2 separate regions of the Ovis aries genome follow, and region 1 is linked to region 2. A link is a contact called in public Hi-C data. All regions are on one chromosome and are shown on one strand. The core of a region is the stretch at or near the end of the contact, and the rest is flanking DNA. Distances in the headings are between cores, read along the strand shown. Region 1 overlaps ABCC1 (ATP binding cassette subfamily C member 1). Region 2 holds the start of ABCC1 (ATP binding cassette subfamily C member 1).

Region 1 (5,192 bases), core at 411-2,910, 120 kb after region 2:
AAAAAATCCTGAAGACAAATATTTTGTGACATAGGAAAATTGTATTAAAGTTACATATCCGCTTCCATAAATAAAGCTTTACTGGATCATGGCCAGCCCATCTGTTTATGTCTTGTGTATGAGCAGAGGGCCCATAAAGCTGAAAATGTTTACCATTAGGCTGTTTTAAGAAAAAGCTTGCCAACTTGTGTAAACGGTTTGATGCACATCCTCCCAGACTTTCAGTTAGATAAAATAGATACCCATGTACAAACGCTGTAGTCTTTTGGGGGTGGGGAAATGAAAAACTAAGTCACAGCATGCACATTATTTTGCAGGAGCGTCATTGTTTTATTCATCTACACATGGATGGTTCCTTCTCTGCGTCTCCTCCAGATTGTTGTTCAAAACCAACTGTCCTCATCACCCTTATTAAAATTGCAACCCCCCCACCCCCCATCTCGGTATCCTTTCCACTTTATTTCCACGTGCTCACAACACAGCACACAGCATTTTACTCATATCGGTCCGGACCCTAGAATCTGGAGCAAGGATCGTTGTTTCCCTCACTCCTGCCCGCGCCCCCCGACCCCCTCACCCTAGCTCCTGGCCTGCAGATTGCAGTGCTTCTGTGTGCCTGCATCCCAGGCGCATGTACAGGTGTGTGGGGTGGGGGTGGGATGAGAAATTCCCTCTTGCGCGCATGCGCTAATGTGGCCGTGTCTCTGCTCTCCCTGCAGACGCGGCTCCTGGTCACGCATGGCATCAGCTACTTGCCCCAGATGGATGTTATCATAGTCATGAGTGGCGGCAAGATCTCCGAGATGGGCTCCTACCAGGAGCTACTGGCTCGGGACGGTGCCTTCGCCGAGTTCCTGCGTACCTACGCCAGCGCCGAGCAGGAGCAGGGGCAGCCGGACGACGGTAGGGCTGTGTGGGCCTCCGGTGTGGGTGGTGCCTGGTCAGCCCCAGGTCTCCCTCTGAAAGTTCTCACTAGTCGCCCTGGAAGCTCAGGAGGGCATCAGGTGGGGGGCTAGGCCAGGCCCTCTAAGGAACCATCTGGAAGGACTTCCAGTTGAGAGGGAGTCCCAGTACTTTAGACAGCTGGGTCAGCAGAACTGGACACAAGTCCCAGTACTTTAATGTAATATATCTCTGGGCCTGTGGAGTTACAGGGGTTTCATGACAAAGATGGAGGTAGTGATAATTACAGTCCTCCTGGCTCCCAGGAGGCTGTGAGAAGCCAGTGGCACATTCACCTTGTTGTTCAGTTGCTCAGTCATAGCCGACTCCTTGCAACCCCGTGAGCACGCCAGGCTTCCCTGTCCCTTGATGTCTCCCAGAGTCTGCTCACATTCATGCCCATTGAGGGCATGAGGCCAGACCTGGGGGGTCATGAGGCCAGACCTGGTGGCTGAGCCTGCAGGTTGGAGGTTGGCAGGACCTTAGTTCCAGTCTCAGCTGCTGCTCTTTGCAGCTGTGTGATGTCTGGCCATTCCTGATGAAGCATTGAAACAACAGACCCGACCTTCTGGCGCCTGAATGTGCTAGATTACTGGAGCCTTTGGCACAGTGCCAGTGACAGCTGCTGCTGTTACTTTTCTTGGGAAGAGTGCACCCTGATACCCTACGCATGTGGCATCTGCCAGGTTCAGGTAGACCTGCCCACTTCTCAACCACCACACCTGCCCTGTCCTCACAAGAGCATGCTCTGAATTCTGGGCTGGGGCCTTACCCTGTCTTTATTTGAAGCAAACAGGGTGAGGTGTCTAAGAATCCTGTTCTCTCTTACTATGTGTATGTGTCTTAACTGGGTCGTACCTGACTTTGCAGTCATGGACTGTAGCCCACCAGGCTCCTCTATCCATGGGATCCTCCAGGCAAGAATACTGGAGTGGGTTGCCATTTCCTACTCCAGGGAATCTTCCCTACCCAGGGATTGAACCCGGGTCTCCTGCATTGCAGGCAGTTTCTTTACTGATTGAGCCAGCAGGGAAGCCCCGTTCTCTCCTTTAGTTGGTTTGAAATTCAGGGAATTGGTTGGCCTGCGGGTTGCCCTATATTTACGTCAGATGGGCATCTGGAACGGATCCTCTGCTGGTTGCTCCCCACCCCCTCAAGGAGCCTTGACCTGCCTTACACAGAGAGGAAAGAAGTCATTTGATGCCTTTTCTGCTTTGGTTTCAGCTGTTGCTAAAAAGAGTGGGACTAAAGCGAGATGGCCTGTCCTGCTGTGATCTCCCTCTTCCAGGAACTAATTACAGACTCCCTGGGCCCCTGGGGCGTGTTTGTTACATCCTCAGTCCCCAGGCAGGTCTCAGATAGGCTGTCTCCCAACCCCCCCACCCCACCCCCCGGTTGGGGCTGCAGGACTGTCCCGTTGCACAACTCCCGTGGGCAGAGTTGTCATCGGGGTGTCTGTGATGTGAGGATACACGTCAGTGAGTGATTGTTGACTGCTGACCAGGGCTTCTGTCCCCGACAGGGGTCATCACGTTGGCTCACTCACTCCTCCTCACAGCTTCTCATGGGAGGGAAGATGGTGGTGCCCAGTCCACCGGGGAGGAAACTGAGGCTTACAAGAAGCTCGTCCTGGGATTTCCCTGGCGCTCCAGTGGTTAGTACTCTATACTTCCACTGCAGGGGCTCAGGTTCAGTCCCTGATTGGGAAACTAAGATCCCATTTGCCAAGTGGTGTGGCTAAAAGATTGAAAAAAAAAAAACAAAAAAAAAACGGGGTCTTGTCCCTCGTGTGCCAGGGGCAGGCGGGTCCCTGTCTCGTGAATGCAGCTGAGCCCTAAGAAAGCTATTTACCATTCACTGATTGGTGTTCACTGAGCACTCAGCCATGTGTTAAGCTCTGCGTCGTTCTCCTAGGGCTACTGTAACGAGAGTCCCGCTAGCTTAAACAGTGGGAGTGGAGGCTGGACGTCTGAGGTCAAGGTGGCGGCCTTCTCCTGAGGGCCGTGAGGGTGCCATGCCTCTCCGCCAGCATCTCGTGGTTTGCTGGCGCTCTGTGGTATTCCTTGGCCTGCAGGAGCATCAGCCAGTCCTGCCTTCCTCTTCACACGGGATTCTTTTTGTGTGTGTCTCTCCAGATCTCCCCTTCTTACAAGGCATCAATTATATAGGATTAGGGTCCATCCTCAGGAGCCCACGTGAACAGTTAACACCAGAGACCATGGCTCCTCATGCAGTTACATTCCTAGGTACTGGAGGTCAGAACTTCAACGTATGAATTTAGTTGGTGGGGGATGTAGTTTGGCCCTTAAACTAGAAGCGTTCTAGATTTGGGGGAGACGGAAGTGAGCAAGATCCAGGCAAGTCCTGCCCTCACAGAGCTCAGGGTCTAGTGGGAGAGAAAGGCAGTCAGCAGTCAGCCAGTGGAAATGGTTCTGTGCAGCATTAAGTGCTGTGAAGGAGAGCACGTCGGGCAATGGGCTGAAGAGTTTGGGGGTTCAGGCACTTCAGGCAGCATGGTTAGGGTTCCCTGTGGGGAGCAGTGTTCTGACCCAAGTAACAGCAGAGGCCTCAGCCCTTGCATGAGCTCAGTCTGTTCAAGGAACAGGAAAGAGGCCAGTGTGGGCACACCATGGTGGGCAAGGGCTGAGGGTGGGAGATGAGGCTGGCGAGGGGGTTACCCGTCCGGGTCTTTCAGCGTGAGGAGTTTGGGGTTTGTTCTCATTGCAGCTGGGGAGCTGATGAATGTCAGAGACGGGCGGGCCCACAGCCAGACTGCTCAGCTTCATTCCTCTGCATGAGAGTTTGCTGGAGTCCTCCTGGTTTGGGGTTTTTCTTTCTTTTTTTTTTTTTAATGTGAGCCATTTTTCTGAAGTCTTTATTGAATTTGTTACAGTGTTACTTCTGTTTCCTGTTTTGGCTTTTTGGCCCTAAGGCATGTAGGTTCTTAGCTCCCAAGCAGGGATAGAACCTGTACCCCTAGCATTAAAAGGCAAAGTGTTAACCACTGGACCGCCAGGGAAGTCCCCCTAGTGGTTTTTAATAAGTCCTTTATTGAGATACAATTCACACATCATGTGATTCAGTGAGTTTTAGAAATACTCCAGTATTTTATTTGTGCAGCCATCACCAAGCTGAGTTTCAGAACAGCCTCACCCCCTCGAGGAAACCTCCCATCCGTTGGCAGTCACTCCCCATTTCCTCCCTGCCCTCTAAGTCCTAGGCAACCACTTCATCTGCTTTTTTTCCTTCTGATTTTTGAGTTGCAATTTCTTCTGATTTGCAGTTTACAAAGAACACTGTGTAAATCTGAGGCATGGGATTTGACTTAGTACATCCTGAAATAGGACCGCCATAAGTTTAGTGTACATCCATCATTTCATATAGTTGCAAAAGTAAAGAAACAGAAAAAGAATTTTTTTTTCCTGTGATGAGAATTCTTAATAATTACTAAGCAGTTTTAATTATATTAATCATGTGCATTATATTTCTAGCACTTACTTTATAACTGGCAGTTAGTGCCTCTTGACTGCCTTCATCCAATTCTTGCTCCCCCCACCATCTCTGGTGACTACAAATCTGATCTTTGTTTCTATTTTGTTTTTAAAGCGTAACTTACCTACAACACTGTGTTCGTTGCCGGTGGTATTTCTATTTGTCACGGTGGTCACCACACAAATCTACTTTCTCTATAGGTTTGTCCTACTCTGAACATTTCTGTACGAACAGGATTCTTTTGTGACTGGCTTCTCTCATTTGGTTAGCGTGACGTTTCCAGGGTCCGTCTGTGGAAGCTTGCATCAGAACTTCATTTCTTCTGATTGTTGAATCATATTCCGTTGTGTAGACACACCACATTTTATCTATCCATTCAATGGCTCATGAGCATATGAGCTGTTTCCCGTTTTGGACTATTATGAATAGTGCTGCTGCGAACCCTAGAGGTTTTAAAAGAAAAGTATTTACTTTTGCCAATGTGAGATAGCCAACTCTCCCTTTAAGCATTTAAATGCCCGATCAAATGAGTTTCTACATGTCTATGCTCCTGTGGTCGGAAAGTTCTGCTGCAAGTCTAACCAGCTCTCCTCTTGCTACAGAGTCTCCTTTCTCAGATTGTCTCTTAGCCCAAGTCAAGCCAAGGTCACACAAAGTGTGGTAGCAATTTTGAAATAACATATTTCCCACATCTGCTTGGTGGGCTGCTGCCGCTAAGTCGCTTCAGTCATGTCTAACTCTGTGCGACCCCATAGATG
Region 2 (4,928 bases), core at 508-3,007:
TCATTCTGGTGGGTGTGTAATGGTATCTCACTGGGGTTTTACCTGCAATTTCCTGATGACTAATGATGGAGAGCACCTTTTCATATGTTTGCTCAATAAATACTTGTTGGAGGAATGGATGAATAAAGAATTTGAGTAAAAATGGAAATAAATCTGACCATCTTGGGCCCTGCTTAAAATCCATCAGTGGCTCCCAATCACTTATGGGACCAGGCTGAAATCTCTCCCCTGGGCAACATGGCCCTGCACACTCTGGGCCCTCCTGATCCCTCCTGCCAAAGATAAGCGCTTTCTGCTTCTCTCCCTGGATTCCTGTCTTCAGGTTCCTCCAGGGACTTGCTCTGTCCTGCTACATGGTTTTCCACAAACTATTTTCTTATCCCAGAACACAGCTCAGACCCCATGAAACCAGACTCATCACTTGTTTCCTCAGCTCAAAAGATTCTTCCTCCAGGCAGCCTTCCCTGACTTCCACTGCCAGTAGGCCAGGATCCTTTAAAACCCTCTTACTTCTACTTTCTTCTTAGGTTTTATCACAGCTATAAATACTCTTTATGTGATCATCTGATTAACCTGTTCCTCCCATAAAAAAAAAAAAAAAAACAAACCCCACACTTAAACCCTCACAAGAAACCTCACAAAGAAACACCCCCCCCAAGAAACCCCAATGCTTTATAAAAGCATTATAAGAGCAGAAACTTTGTCTTGTTTCTAGCAAGACCCAGCGTATAGTAAATGCTCAGTAGGTATTTGTTCACTATAAATGTCAAAGCAACAGACCAAAGAGCTTACCTGAAAGTAATTATCCCATAAAAATCCACTCACCCTGAGGGGGACCTAGGCCACTTACCGTCTACACCCCGGACAAAGTACTCTTGCCTCAACGGGCGTCAGTCTCCTCAACTGCAAGATGGGGATAATAACAGAGCTTACCTCTTGGGGTTCTAGTGAGCATTTCACAAGTTAGTTCAAGTTCATTGCTAACTCAGCCTTCAGAAGCCCCATGATTGTGAATGCTTATTTTTACTGTATCTCTAGGCCTCCCTTTCTTGACTTCAAAGGTGAGGATAATAGCCTGGTTATTTCCTGAGTGCTACAGAGAGAGAGGAGAAAATGCCAAGCTTCTCTGCACAGAGTTGTTCTGGATAGAGTTTGGAGTCTTCAGGCCTTGAGTCAGGCTGGTCCAACTCTGGCTATTTGTCAGCTGTGTGTCCTTGCGTCAGTCGCTTCATCTCTCTGAACCTGTTTCTCCATCTGTACAGCGCAGATTAGATTGAGTATCCAACTCCTGCAGTTTCCCAGTCAGCTCTTGAGCCAGCAGGCTGGGTTAGCCCAGAGGACCCTGGAGAAGTCACTCAACCTCTCTGCCTTCAGTTTTCTTCCTTCATGAAAAGGGAGTCACGCCGGAATCCAATGAGGACTCTGGCGCTCTGCGCTCATAGAGGGATCAGTGCATATTTTTGCCCCTGCTGGTTTCTATTACTGTTGCTGTCGTCTCGATGTTGCTACAACAGGATTTGAAAACTGGTCTGGGGTCTGGACGCAAGGGTCGCGCTCGGTCTTTCCCGAGCCTCTGATGGGGGTATGGTGGGGGTGGGATCGGGCGCCTGGGGAGGGCGGGGGTCCGGTCCTGGCGGCCGCAAGGTCTAGCGTGCAGCCTCTCCGCGTGGCCCACGCGGGCCGGGCGAGGTGAGCGGGGCGGGGTCGGGCGGGGCGGGGCCGCCGCATCGCCGTGACGCGCCGGCCAACCAGGCGGCGTTGCGGCCCCGGCTCCCTCCGTCGCTGCCTCCCGCCCTCGCCGCCACCGCCGCCGCCGCCGCCAGCAGCCGGGCCCGTCCGCCCGCCGCCGCCCGCCGTGCCCGAGCCGGCCGCATGGCGCTCCGGGACTTCTGCAGCGTCGATGGCTCCGACACCTTCTGGGTACGTGCTCGGCGGCCGCTGGGATCGCGCGGGGCCGGCGGACGCGAGCGGGAGCGGCAGGGAGGGCGGCCGGCGGGCTGGGAGGCCGGCCGGCGGAGGGAAGCGCCGGGCTCGGGCGGGTTGGGCCCGCGGTCCCGGGGTCCCTTGCCACCCCAACGCCGCACTCTCCTCCCCGCAGCCGGCCTGGCGGGGCCTGCTCCCCACCCTGCCCTCAGCCGGCCCCCTTCGGGAGCGCAGCTGATGGGGGCGGAAAACTTGGGTGACTGGGTTCCAGGGAAGCAGGGCGTTGGGGAGGGGTTGCAAATGCCCGGCTCTCGGGCTTTTTGGGAAAGGTGAGGGGCCAGAGCCTGGGAGAGGGGGCCGAGAAGAGGGGCCCTTTCTTCTCTGGGGTTCCCCCTCCGCTTGAAAATAACCTTCCACGGACGAAGACGCCAGAGATGGGGGTGTCTCCCTGCTTAAGTTCCCCCATCTCCTTTGTGGCTTGGAACCCCGCTTTCACAAACACCCGGTTGCCAAAGGGCTGAGCTGGGGAGGGGCTCAGACTGTGGAAAGGGGCTTCCAGTGGCTGACTTGAGGTTTGCCCCCTCCCCAGTTATTTTGCATACACGTTAATTTCCTGTGGTTGCATGTTTTTGACATCTTTTACTTTACTTCGGTTTAATTACTGTGGGTCTGGGTTGGGGGGGGGCAAGTTTGAGGGGACAGGGGAAGAATTAGGGAAGTTTCAGGAATAGCCAGGAAAGAAGGTGGGGCTGCTCACCCCCGCCCTGACTTGCTTGACCCTGGGGTCAGATTTGGGGATCAGCTGAGGATACCCAAGGGTCCTGGTACCAGTGGATTTTGTGCCGTTCCACACCTGAGACCCGCGGCTCCTCTGTGTGGGGACCAACCCCAGCTTCCTTCTGAATCTTTGCTGTTGAGGCTGGCCGGGTCTCCGGAGGCCACTCTGGCTTAATCCCCAGTGTCTTGGGCTTTAGTTTCTCTCTAATACGATTTGCGTCTGTTACAGGAAGCACTTCTGTGTCCTACTCTCTTGATTATTAACAGTAGGCAAACCTGGGCAGGATAGTTTTCCCACTTTTGTTTAGGAATCGGGAAACACTCCTGGTTCTTTGGAGCCAGCGATTAGCATCTCCAAATACCTTCTTGTTCTGTTTTGTGGTCCTCTCCTCGAAGGCTGCGTTTGGAGTGTTGATAAGTCATCTTTGAGGGCCCCATGGGAAGGGTTTATTGGGGTGATGGGGTGGTAGGTATCACTTGTTAGAACAACCACACACATCTGGCTGTGTCTCACATTTTCAGGCCAACGGGATTTACTTGGGGGCTGGAAATAGTACAGATGCTTTACACTCAAGGTCCAGGATTGATTGGGGAGCAGACTTGCAAAGTAGTATTATACTTAGCAGAGACAGGAAAATCTGAGGAGTCCTTGCTCCCAGTACCCAGTGTGGCAACAACAAGATTATTTCTGCAAGAATCAGATGGGGATCTGGCCTAATGTTGCTGTGATACTGGAGAATTTCCTTGTTTATTTTGTTCTGAATTACAGAGGGGATAAAATAGGTGACCATGAGTTCTTCACCAGGATGTATTTTATTGATGGCAACTGGCGGTTGATGGATGGCATCAGGTTTTCCAACATTGAATGGGTTTGGGGGTGTCCTCTATTTAGTTGAAGAAGCTCATCTGAGGAAGTCAGTTGTGTGTTTTGTTTTTTATTTTTCTCCTGCAAGGACTTTTGCTACAGAAATTGCCAGGTGGTTGGCTTTCCCTTCTGCCAGGCCCTCCATCTCCCTGCCAGTCTTTGGCCTTGCAGACTTTCCTCTGCCCTTCCTCCCTCTGGATTTCTGGACTCACTGGTTGTCCCAGTTTCTCAAGGTGCCCTGGAACCAGGGTTTGAGTGCAGGCAGCGGGGGCATGAGCACTTCCAGGTAGGCTGAGAAACCGAATGTAATCAAAAGCAGGTGACTTCTGTGTTTCCCAGGGCACCCACTCAAGGGCAGGAGAGACTAACCTGCCAGCCACTAGGTAACTATGTGATCTCGGGCAAGCCACTATGTCTGTCTGTGCTTCAGCTTCCTCATCTGTAAAATAGGGGTGTGGGCCCCCACAGTCTCAACCTCCTGCGGTTGTTTTGAAGAGTAAAATGAGTTCATCTGTGCAAGCCACTCAGCCCATGCCCTGCACAGAGGTAAACAATGGTTATTGCTTTCTTTCCAGAGATGAAGTTGTGTGTTTCAAGTTGCTGGTCCTTCCTTTGGACCGACTTCTTCTTAAGCTGGGGCATGGGATTGGGCCATCCATCCGGTCATGCCTGGCTCCTCTCTTGACCAAGGTCATGTGTTTAGAAATCAACGTGACTAGCCCACCTGAGACTCTAATCAGAGTTTTGTTCCTGAGTCTGCCTGCTTCTGAGCCCCAGGAAAGGGCCAGAAAAACCACACGATGTGGAAATAACCCATGGTGAGGGTTTGGCTGACTTACCACCTTCACTCAGGCAAATGCTCTGGGATGAAAAAAGAGGAACCTGGTTATCTAAATGGAAAATAGGGGCCAAGTTCACCAGCCCTGGGTTTGCTTTTTTTTTGAGGGTGCTTGGTGTGGGGCAAGTGGGAAGGGCTGTTTTGTGGCTGATGTTTGAATGATGGTTGGGCAAATAGGCCTGAGCCTCCCCTTGCAAGCTAATTTTTTAACAAAAAATTGTTTATTATTGCAAGTCCAGTGTAGAAAAATCAGAAAATGTTGAAAAGTAAGTGACAAGTCAGTAAGCAGTGGAGTATGGCGGCTCTGAGCAGTACTTGGATCCCTAGAGTTCAAATCCTGGCTCTACTCCCTGGGCAAATCACTCCCCCCAACTCCATGCCTCAGTTTCCACACCTGAATAATGGGGATGTTAACACAGTACCAAGCAAATCCTTGGCAGGTACTTAGGATGTTGTTGCTTGGTATACAGTTGGTATGGTGTTTGGTGGTTTAATTTCTTTAAGTCGTGTCCAACTCTTGCGACC

Evidence for each region. Hi-C and Micro-C count contacts between places; a contact is called where the count stands out from the background.
Region 1: a contact with region 2 is called in a Hi-C map of muscle, with 2.7 times the contacts expected there. The contact joins the enhancer-like site here to the promoter of ABCC1 in region 2. A contact is called at or near these places in 2 of 16 Hi-C or Micro-C datasets (blood and muscle).

The regions. Positions count from the first base shown.
Region 1 is chr24:14,940,026-14,945,217 of ARS-UI_Ramb_v3.0, forward strand. ABCC1 (ATP binding cassette subfamily C member 1) reads left to right here. Exons shown (of 33, transcript XM_060406312.1): 20 at 720-903. Among named protein-coding and RNA genes, the nearest start is that of ABCC6, 100 kb to the right of the region's middle. Within about 2 kb of position 1,661, at least 5 of the 54 cell types and tissues checked have an H3K27ac peak or open chromatin away from gene starts, as enhancers often do. A contact at or near this core is called in muscle, where this site is marked.
Region 2 is chr24:14,818,328-14,823,255 of ARS-UI_Ramb_v3.0, forward strand. It overlaps ABCC1 (ATP binding cassette subfamily C member 1), which reads left to right and starts at 1,758. Exons shown (of 33, transcript XM_060406312.1): 1 at 1,758-1,920.